Linked DNA regions of Cricetulus griseus: region 1 is linked to region 2. The links are chromatin contacts, called in public Micro-C maps. All regions are on one chromosome and are shown on one strand. Each heading gives the region's core, a stretch centred on a gene start, on an enhancer-like site or on the middle of the called end of the contact. The rest is flanking DNA. Distances are from core to core; before and after follow the strand shown. Region 1 holds the start of Plxdc1 (plexin domain-containing protein 1). Region 2 has its middle 21 kb from the start of Fbxo47.

Evidence for each region. Hi-C and Micro-C count contacts between places; a contact is called where the count stands out from the background.
Region 1: a contact with region 2 is called in a Micro-C map of the CHO-K1 cell line, with 2.8 times the contacts expected there. The contact joins the promoter of Plxdc1 here to the enhancer-like site in region 2. A contact is called at or near these places in 6 of 8 Hi-C or Micro-C datasets (the CHK-Q cell line, the CHL-YN cell line, the CHO-K1 cell line and 2 more).

What each region holds. Positions count from the first base shown.
Region 1 is chr7:111,117,304-111,121,990 of CriGri-PICRH-1.0, forward strand. Plxdc1 (plexin domain-containing protein 1) reads right to left here and starts at 1,433. Exons shown (of 17, transcript XM_035448150.1): 1 at 1,355-1,433; 2 at 1,101-1,311; 3 at 669-780; 4 at 264-531. The coding sequence starts at 1,433. Trnac-gca (a tRNA gene) reads right to left here and starts at 944; the gene lies at 873-944. It overlaps Trnac-gca (a tRNA gene), which reads right to left and starts at 1,659; the gene lies at 1,588-1,659. It overlaps Arl5c (putative ADP-ribosylation factor-like protein 5C), which reads right to left. Exons shown (of 6, transcript XM_027424080.2): 5 at 4,494-4,645; 6 at 3,077-3,122. The coding sequence ends at 3,077.
Region 2 is chr7:111,039,636-111,044,554 of CriGri-PICRH-1.0, forward strand. No RefSeq gene overlaps it. Among named protein-coding and RNA genes, the nearest start is that of Fbxo47, 21 kb to the left of the region's middle. Within about 2 kb of position 3,181, at least 1 of the 6 cell types and tissues checked has open chromatin away from gene starts, as enhancers often do. A contact at or near this core is called in the CHO-K1 cell line, where this site is marked.

The DNA.
Region 1 (4,687 bases), core at 183-2,682, 76 kb after region 2:
CAGGTGGGTGGCCCGACACTGCGAGGAAGGAAATGGAAACTAAGTTCTCTCTCATCTCTCAGGACCCTAATTCTTCCACTCTCCTCCGGGCCGAAGAGCACACAGATCGCCTCCCCCAGACCTCAACCCTTTAAGGAATACTATGGGCCAGGGAAAGCCGCGCAACAGAAGTTTTTTGTTGGTAGTTTTTGTTTGTTTGTTTGTTTTCCAGACAGGCAGGTCCATTTTAGACGAGGGTGGCCTCGAACTCACGAGAACCCTACCTGTTTCTGCCGGCGCGAGCCCACCAAGAGAGGCACTGAATTCCTGATGCCTAAGCCGAATTCGGCCTTCACCGCGGGAGGGGCAGAGGGAGGATTCGAATCGGCTCTTCGCTAACCGCGTCCTCCTATCGCCGCCCAGTGGACGAGCGAGGAAGCTCCGCGTTTGCTTTGGGCGGCTCTCCGGGCTCGGCCGGTCCGCGCAGGCGCCGTGGAGAGCCAGCCTCGGCTTCGTGCACCGCCAGCCCGGGTGCCCGCGTTTTTGTGAGGCCTTTTATTAGGGTACAGACAAAAGCAGCAACTCGGGAGAGTCAGAGGCAAACGATGCTTGTAAGTTTCTAAACGCAAGCCTCCAGAACTCGGGCGTTTACCCGGGGCTGCCCTCAGAAAACACATTTCTAGCCCCACCCCAGGCCATTTCACTGGGTCAGAGATGAGAACGGGAATCTTCATTTCCAGCATGAGAGGCGCAGCTCTAGAAATCCCCAGATCCTTGCCGCCGTAGTCACTTCCCGACTCTCTAGAAGTTGGCCAAGGAAATGCTTACCCGTAAAAACACGGAACACGATAAGAAAGCCATGTAAACAAAAATAATGCGTCTAGAAAAAAAATAGGGGGCACCCGGATTTGAACCGGGGACCTCTTGATCTGCAGTCAAATGCTCTACCACTGAGCTATACCCCCTCTGCTGGTAGCTGGGCGCCAGTAACGGTTAAGTGTGATTCTGACGCAGGCGCACTAGCGTGTCTATGAAGGAGCTGATTTAGCTTCGAACTTTTCAAGAAATGTAAGGAACTGACATTTCGATTGCTCGTTTGGAAACAAAAAGTGTTTCCTGACGCCCTGAGAGTCCTTTTGACAGAACACGTAAACGTGGCCAGAACGACGGAGGCGATCAACCCTTGGCGGCCCGGGCGCGCCCCGGGGCGGGCTCCCACTCTGCAGCTCCGCCGCTGCTCCTCCGCGCTCTCCCTCCCTCCTACACGTTCTCGCGGCTTCTCCCGACCTTTTGCCCCCAGCCTCAGCGCCGACCCTAGACACTCAGCTCTCGCTAAGGGACAGCCACTCACCCGCACCTGAGTGCATCCACCCACCCACCCCGCTCGCCCTGCGGTTCACGAGCGAGCGGTTGCCTCGAGGGATCGGTTGGCCGAGAGGCTCGGCTCCGGCCATATTCCGGCTAAGGACGTACACTGGACTGCAGCAACAGCAGGACAGCACACGTCAGCAAAATAAGGTGGCCTCGGGGAGCCCCTCCTTTCTAAGGTCTCAAGCTACCCGACGGTCGGCTAGGTGAGCAAAAGAGTAGGCACGGCTAGGAGCCGCGAGGGGGCACCCGGATTTGAACCGGGGACCTCTTGATCTGCAGTCAAATGCTCTACCACTGAGCTATACCCCCGCCACGCTGACAGGGCTCATCAGAATGAATTTCAATGGAATAGATTTCTATAGTGCTGATATTTTTACATTTTTTGTTATGTCAAAAATAACCTAATGGAAATATAAAGTATGACCGAAATGTCTAGAATTCACAAGCTTTTCCTTCATAATTACATCTCAGGGAAGCTATAAAATTAAAGATACTGGGTCCTCTGTTTCTCTGCCCAGGTTCCCCTACAGGTCCACTGCCTGATTGGAAAGGGGAGATGCTATCCTGTTTAGGTCTCTGAATGTAGACGGGCAGCACGGGCCTCCAATCCATCTTTAGCATCACCTCTAGAGGACACTGGGGCTTTTTCTCCCTCTGGGGTCCCCTTCTCTGTGGATCACTACAAGCCTCTTATCACCGCTAGATCTAGAGCCAAGAGCCCCGGTTCTGGTTAGCTGGTACCAAAGCTCTTCAACCTGGCCAACCCTAGCCAACTTCTCTAGCCAAATGGAGCATTGAGGCAGTCCCCGCTTCCCCACCCCGTTTCCAAGGTGACAAAAGACAGTTTTAGGAAGAGACAGAAATAAGAGGCAAGACGTTTCAGTGGTACTTACTATATACCTATACTTTTTTGTTTGTTTGTTTGTTTGTTTGTTTGTTTTTCGAGACAGGGTTTCTCTGTGTAGCTTTGGAGCCTATCCTGGCATTCGCTCTGGAGACCAGGCTGGCCTGAACTCACAGAGATCCACCTACCTCTGCCTCCCAAGTGCTGGGATTAAAGGCCTGCACCACCAACGCCCGGCTACTTTTTAAATCTTAATGCGATTTTTTTTTAAATCATGACACAAAGAGGAAATAAGTAGGTCCTATAGAACCTTTGACATTTGAGAAGAGTAGGACTCACACCGGAAGGACACTAAGAAGGAAGGAGATTCCACGTGGTAACCTAGACCCCAAAAGCTGTGGTCAGAGTCAGCATCCAAGAGGGAGCAAAAAAACAAGGGGGATGGGAGGGCATCACCTCTGGCGGTGTGATGTTTGGAATGTTCTGTTCTCCAACTCTCTACCTCTCCGTCCCACCCCAACCCCCAACTTTTGGCCAGTTACTGTTGCCTCCTTGATCGGGATCTCCTTTATCCAATGGACATGGCACACTGTCAAAGATCTCTTGCTCTCCGGGCAGACAGAACATGAAGGCTGGAAGAGGTGCCCCAATACATCCAGCAGTTTCCCTGTGTCTCCTCACACCTGCAGGGATGGAGTGAGGGACAGTTTCATCTGGGGCCCTGTCTGCACCAACTTGAAGTCTTTGATTCAGCCCCTCAGTGACAACTGAGAGGACAGTGGCAGTCTCTCTGTCCATAGCCACCCTGTTTCCACCAACAAATGGCTGGGGTTTCTCACCGGTGCTAACCATGTGATTTCTGGTTGGCCTCAGGCTGGAACATCAGTTGGTGGCCTGAGATTGCATCCACCGAAGCCCAGCTGGCAACCTGCAGGGAGGGAGGAATGGGACAATGGACCATGAGCATTTCCCATAAGATGATGGCTGGAAAGCTCCAAGCCTCTGCCTGGGACAGACGGAGAGGGTAGCCAAGGTTATATTCAATTACTTAATGGTAGAAGGGCAGTGAGTTGAGTTCCAGAATGCATCAGCACCCACTGTGCTGGGGGCTGGAGCTCCTGGGGAGAAGCAATCTAGCAGAGAGGAACGGAGACTCACCTTCCTGGGCTCCTGCGCTGTGTCTCCGGACAAGCCTTCTCTGTCCCGTTTTTGTTACTAGGAGTAGTAGCAGGGTGACCTCAAAGGCTTGGGAGGAGACAAGCTCCTCATGAGGAAAAAAACACCTCCAGAGCAAAAGTGGAAACTTGGCCATGTGTGTCATCATCCAGCTTAGCCCAGGGAGTACACTGAATTGTACTATAGAATGAAGAAGACCAGAGTCCCTAATGATGACAAACATATTTCCAGAAATCTGTGGTCCTTCAGACTCTTTTATTTAATGTTTTCTTGTCTTCAAAAAAAGTATCCAGACAGGGGAGATGAAAGAAAATTTCCAGATCCCATAGAAGGCCCTTTTGGAGAAATGCAGCCCTTCACACTCTGAGGTATCTGATCCAAGCACTAAAATCCCTAATAATCCACACAATGGGCATGTACGCATGTGGACATACACAGTTTCCCCCCAACTATTCCCAAGCTTTCTTTCCTTTCTCCACCCTCCTGTGTATCACTTTGTGTCTTTTTTTTGGGGGCGGGGCTTGAGGTGTGCAATAGTTCAGGGTTTCAGACATGTGGGGCTGGACTGCCAGCCCCGAGGCAGGAATTTTTGTCTGGTTTGTTCACCACCATTTTTCCCAATTCCCAGAACAGTACTTGGCACAAAGTAGGTATTCAAAAACACCTAATGAAGAAATCATGCCAGTCACTCTCTGGAGAACTGGGGGGAGATGGAAGTACAATCCCCTCCTTTTACAAGTAAGAAACTCAGAGAAACAGCGACTTCTGCCTTGAAGGCCCATCACCCAAAGTCTTTCCACAGCTTCTTCCTCCTCACTGGGAGGATCTCAGCTACCCGACCATGGAGAGAAAATCAGAGTAACCCTTGTCTTTCTGCCACTTTATCCATTGCACTTTCTCCAAAGAGTTTCTCAGTCCCTAAGACCCCTGTTGTCTGGGGGAGTTTTAACCCTTGGAGCACAGAGGCTCTGCAGGCTCATAAGACCTTAGTTATGGCCCTTTGTCCATCTTACTGGGCCCAGAGCCAACTGTGGGCAGATTCTGACTGGAAAGAGACAGGAAAGGGGTTCCTGTAACCTTCAGCCCATTGGCTGGGCTGGGTAGGGGAGAGGTGGGAGCTGACCCTTCTCCAGTGAGAGCACAGTAGCCCTGGATATGCCAGGGGTGGTCTTTGATGGCAGTGAGTGTGAGGAATTTGGAGATATCTGCTGTGGTCATGGAGTCTTTCACATCCTGCTTGTTGGCAAAGATCAGGACTGAGGCATCTTGAAGTGCCTGTGGGCAGAAGAGCCCAGTCAGCCAGCCAGCAACCCTCCC
Region 2 (4,919 bases), core at 1,931-4,430:
TATGCTTCTGTAGTAGTGTGTACCACATCTGTGTAAGTGCATTGAAGACCAGAAAAAAGGATGTTGGATCTTCTGGAGTTATAGGTGGTTTCAAGCTGCCTGATGTGGGTGCTGAGAATTGAACTTGGGTCATTTGGAAGAACAGCAAGTGCTCTTAACCGTGGAGCCATCTCTCCAGCCCCTAAGCTCTTTTTAAATCTTTCTTTCTTTCTCTCTTTCCTTCTTTCTTTCTGTTAGTTTTTTGAGACAGGGTTTGGAGCCTGTCTTGGAACTCACTCTGTAAACCAGGCTGGCCTTGAACTCACAGAGATCAGCCTACCTCTGCCTGCCAAGTTCTGTTATCAAAGACAAGCACCACCACTGCCTGGCTTGTTGTTTTTGAGACAGGGTTTCTCTCTGTAGCCCTGACTGTCCTGGAACTCACTCTGTAGATCAGGCTGGCCTCAAACTCTGCCTCCAGAGTGCTGGAACTAAAGGTGTCCATAACACTGCCTGGCTTAATACTTTTTTTTTTTTTTTTTTTTTGATAAAGCCTTGCTAGATTTGAGCCTATATCCTTCTGCTTTCTGTGTAAGATACTTTCTCTGTGATGACTTTTAATTCTCTCCCTTCCTTCTTCCTACCTCATTCCCTCGTCCCTCTCTCCCTCCCTTCCTCCCTGGCTGTGTGTGTGGGGATGGGGGGGTGGCAGAAATCAAACTTGGGTTCCTCAGGCCCTGTCTATCTTGGAGGGGTTTTGTTTGTTTGCTTGGCATTGGGGGGCCTTACACTGACCTAGGGATCTCTCATTAGGTGTAGATGGCTCCCTAGAGAGCCCAGGGGATCTGCCTGTCTCTGCCTCCCCAGTGACCACCATGCCTAGCTTTTTCTGTGGATGCTTGGGACTGAACCTCAAGTCTGAGCAGCTAGTACATTGACGACTGCATATCTACTCTGAAATTTCTAAGTGGTGTGTTTTGCAGGACAGAGGCTGGCTAAGGTTGATGCAGTAGAGCCTCTTAGCCCTGTAATACTGACATTTGCGGGAATATCTTTGGCGTGTGTGTAGGAGTGAGTCCTGTGCATTGCAGGGAGCTTGCAGCATCCGCAGTCTCTCCGCTCAATACAAAAGCACACCTAGGGCCAAGCTCTAACAAGCCAAACTGCCTCCAGATATTGGCAGAAGTCCTTTGCCCCTGATTGAGACAACCAGCGGGTTGGTAATTTTCTGCCTTAGGTTTAAGAAATCCTCCTTTCCTCCAAGGTCATGAAAGTATTCTATTCTAAAATCCTTACAGGCTGGGGCGATGGCTCAGGGGTCCCAGTGCACACTTCTCTTCCAGAGGACCCAGGCTTGGTTCCTGGTGCTCACAACCACCTGTAACTTCAGGAGATCCAACACCTTCTTCTGGTCTCATTGGATGCCCACATACAGGTGACATACATACCACACATGGACCCCCACATACAGGTGACATACATACCACACATGGACCCCCACACACAGGTGGCATACACACCACACATGGACCCCCCCCACACAGATGACATACACACCACACATGGACACACACACATACCTATAAATAAAAGCGAATCTTTAAAATCCTTCTAGTTATTCCTTTCACCTTTGAGTCTCTTGGAACAGGATGGTGAAAAGCAGGGTACCAGTTTTATTTTCCTGTGCCCTATCTGCCCAGCTCATCTGCAAAATTCCTCAAGTGGGCTTGGAGCACTGTATGTAATTGCTCTGTTTTTCTGTCCTTGTTCCAGTGTCACACTGCTTTAAGCCCTGTAGTCTCTGAAAAGGCTGGATCTGGAAGGGAAGCCTTTTTAAAAATTTTATTTATTTATTTTTGGTCTTGGCCATTATATCTATTATGTTTTTGAATAAGCTACTCAAATTCTTTACAATTTTTTTTCTTTTACTGAGATAGCATTAATTGAGAGAAGTGGCATTTTTACAAACGTGAGTCTTGGTGTATGTAAACATTCCATAATCCTCTGTTAATTTTAGTATTCATAGGTTGGTTGGTTGGTTTGTTTTAATGTGCATTGGTGTTTTGCCTGCATGTATGTCTGTGTGAGGGTGTCAGATCCTCTGGAACAGGAGTTACAGACAGGAATGAGCAGCATGTGGGGTCTGGGAACTGAACCTGAGTCCTCTGGAAAAGCAGTCAGTGCTCTTAACTGCTGAGCCTTCTCTCCAGTCCCTTTGTAGTATTTTTTTTTAATAAAAAAAAAATGGGGTTTTTTGTTTTGTTTTGTTTGTTCGAGACAGGGTTTCCCTGTATTGTTTTGGAGCTTGTTCTGGAACTCACTCTGTAGACCAGGCTGGTCTTGAACTCACAGAGATCCACGTGCCTCTGCCTCCTGAGAGCTGTGGTTAAAGACGTGTACCACCAACATCAACACCCGCCCATCCCCCACTTTTTAAAAAGATTTTATTTATTTTTTATGTATACAACATTCTGCTTCCATGTCTATCTGCACACCAGAAGAGGGCACCAGATCTCATTACAGATGCCTGTGAGCCACCATGTGGTTGCTGGGAATTGAACTCAGGACCTCTGGAAGAACAGTCAGTGCTCTTAACCTCTGAGCCAGCCCCCCCCCCACACACACACACACTTTTTTTTAAAGACTGGGTTTCCCTGTGTAGCTCTGGTCCTCCTGGAACTCACAGAGATCCTCCTGCCTCTGCCTCCCGAGTGCTGGGAGTAAAGGTGTGCGCCACCATTGTTATGATAAAGCTAGAGGGGAATCTTGGCGGATTATATGGCTGGCAAGGGTGACAGAGGTGACAAACATGCCAGGCAGACAGAACTTAGTGAGAAATTTTATTAGAAAGTGGGAGGAGGGGAGAGAAAAGAGACACAGGGAGGACAGAAGAGAAGAGGGAGACAGAAGTCCTGTCTGCCCCCGGGGAACAGCGGGAAAGAGAGGGGGAAAGAGAATATAAGTGGGCAGGGGTCTGTCTTTTAAAGGGGTCCTTTGCATCTGCGTGCAGACTAGTAGGCATGGAACCCTGGGCTCACCAGGGCACTGCCTGAGTGCATCCTGCCAGGTGACAGGGGCAGGCCAGCAGAACGCCTGATCCTTATAACCATCACCTGGCTGTATTCTTTTTTTTTTTTTTTCCTTCAATATTCTGTCCCTTAAGTATGACACATACACTGTGAATTTTAGCATCTGACACTGATATCTGATGAAGAATTATGTAACGTCAGCTAGAGAAAAACCCTCAAGGGCAGCTGAGGTCTGCAATGTTCACTCAGTTAATTTTTTTTTTCTTTCTGTTCTTGTTTTCTCTTACGGTTTGAACTTCAATTTTGAAATTCTCCTAAATGGCCCTGTTGTTTATTTTCCTTGTGAACATTTCTGGTAAACAGAACAGTTTAATGATTATCAAAGGGACGTTTTTAAGGACAGCGTGATCATATTGGATGATCTCCATTTGTAGCCTGTCTAGTTTTGAAGTACACAATGGAAACATTTGGAACGTCTGACTCAAAGCCTTTGTTAAACACCAAGCTTTATTTTCTGTGAATTCACTGCCTATTGCAGACTGAGTCAAGCAAACAGGGCAGAGAGGAGACAAGGGAGGGGAAGAGAGGGGAGGAGAGGGAGGGGAGGGGAGGGGAGGGGAGAGAGACTCCATTATTCTTCCTCCATTCTTACCCATAAATGGCCTCCTTTCTCCCATTTCCTAGGAAAACTGTTCTTCCCACAGGAAGCAAGAGAGCGCCGGCTCCCCTCGTCTCGGTAGCACCTTTTCATGAGACTCTGAGTCTCTGTGTGGTTGATGGAGGACTTCCTTTTCTTTTTTCCCTCTCCCACCTGTCAGCTTCCCCTTCTCACATCTCTGCTCTTCCACCCACTCCAGAACTGCCACCACTGCTCAGAAGAGGGCGGGGCTTTGCTGTCTTCACCCTGCCCTCACCCTTCACTCCAGTCACCAGCTCGGGCAGCTCCGCCCCCCCCCCCGGGGGGTTCCAGACCCTCACATCCGCAGGCTTCTCAACCAAAAGCATCCCCAACTCCCCATCCTGTAGTATCCACTTCCCCATTCTGTTTCTGTTCAAGCCAGACATGGGAATCATGCTGTCTGTCAGTCTGTCTGTTTTGAAACAGGATCTCATTCTGCAGTCTGTTCTAGCCTTGAACTAGTGTAATCCGTTTGCTTCAGCTCAAAAGTGCTGAGCTGACAGGAGTAAACTGCCATCCGTATCAGCTTAGATGCCTCTGAGGCTATCAATACTTTCGTCATGTATGTATGCATGTACACGCATATACATATATACGTATATATGTGCACACATATGCACATATATGTACACATATATACTTCTCATATATATGTACACATATATGTGTGTTTATATAGGTGAGTATCTGTGCTCATTAGTTACTTTTCTTTTGCTGTGTTAAAACACCATAGCCAAGGCAAGGGTTTAGGCTTGCAGTTCTGGAGGCTAAGAGTGGGAACCCCGTGACTAAGCCAGGAAGCTGAGGGCTCACATCTTGAGCCCCAAACAGGAAGCAGAGTGAAATGGGAATGGCACAAGGATTTGAAACCTTAATCCTCTTCCTCCTCCTGCCCCTGTGACATCCTTCCTGCAGCAAGGCGACACCTTCTAAACCTACCCAAATAATGCCATCAATTGGGATCCAAGTAATTCAAATGCCTAAGAAACAATGGGGACATCTCATTCAAAACACCACACTGTGTATATGTGTACACACACATACTTACTGTGTGCGCACATAAACATATATGAATGTGTACACATACATATAAATCCACTCTCTATTTATTACAAATGCCATTGCCTCAGTCCACCCTTTCTTGCCTAGGCTACTGTACTGTCACTGGCTCCTCGACTTCCTGTAATTCTCCTCTCATCCATCCTCCATGTTGCCCCCAGGAGACCTGCAAG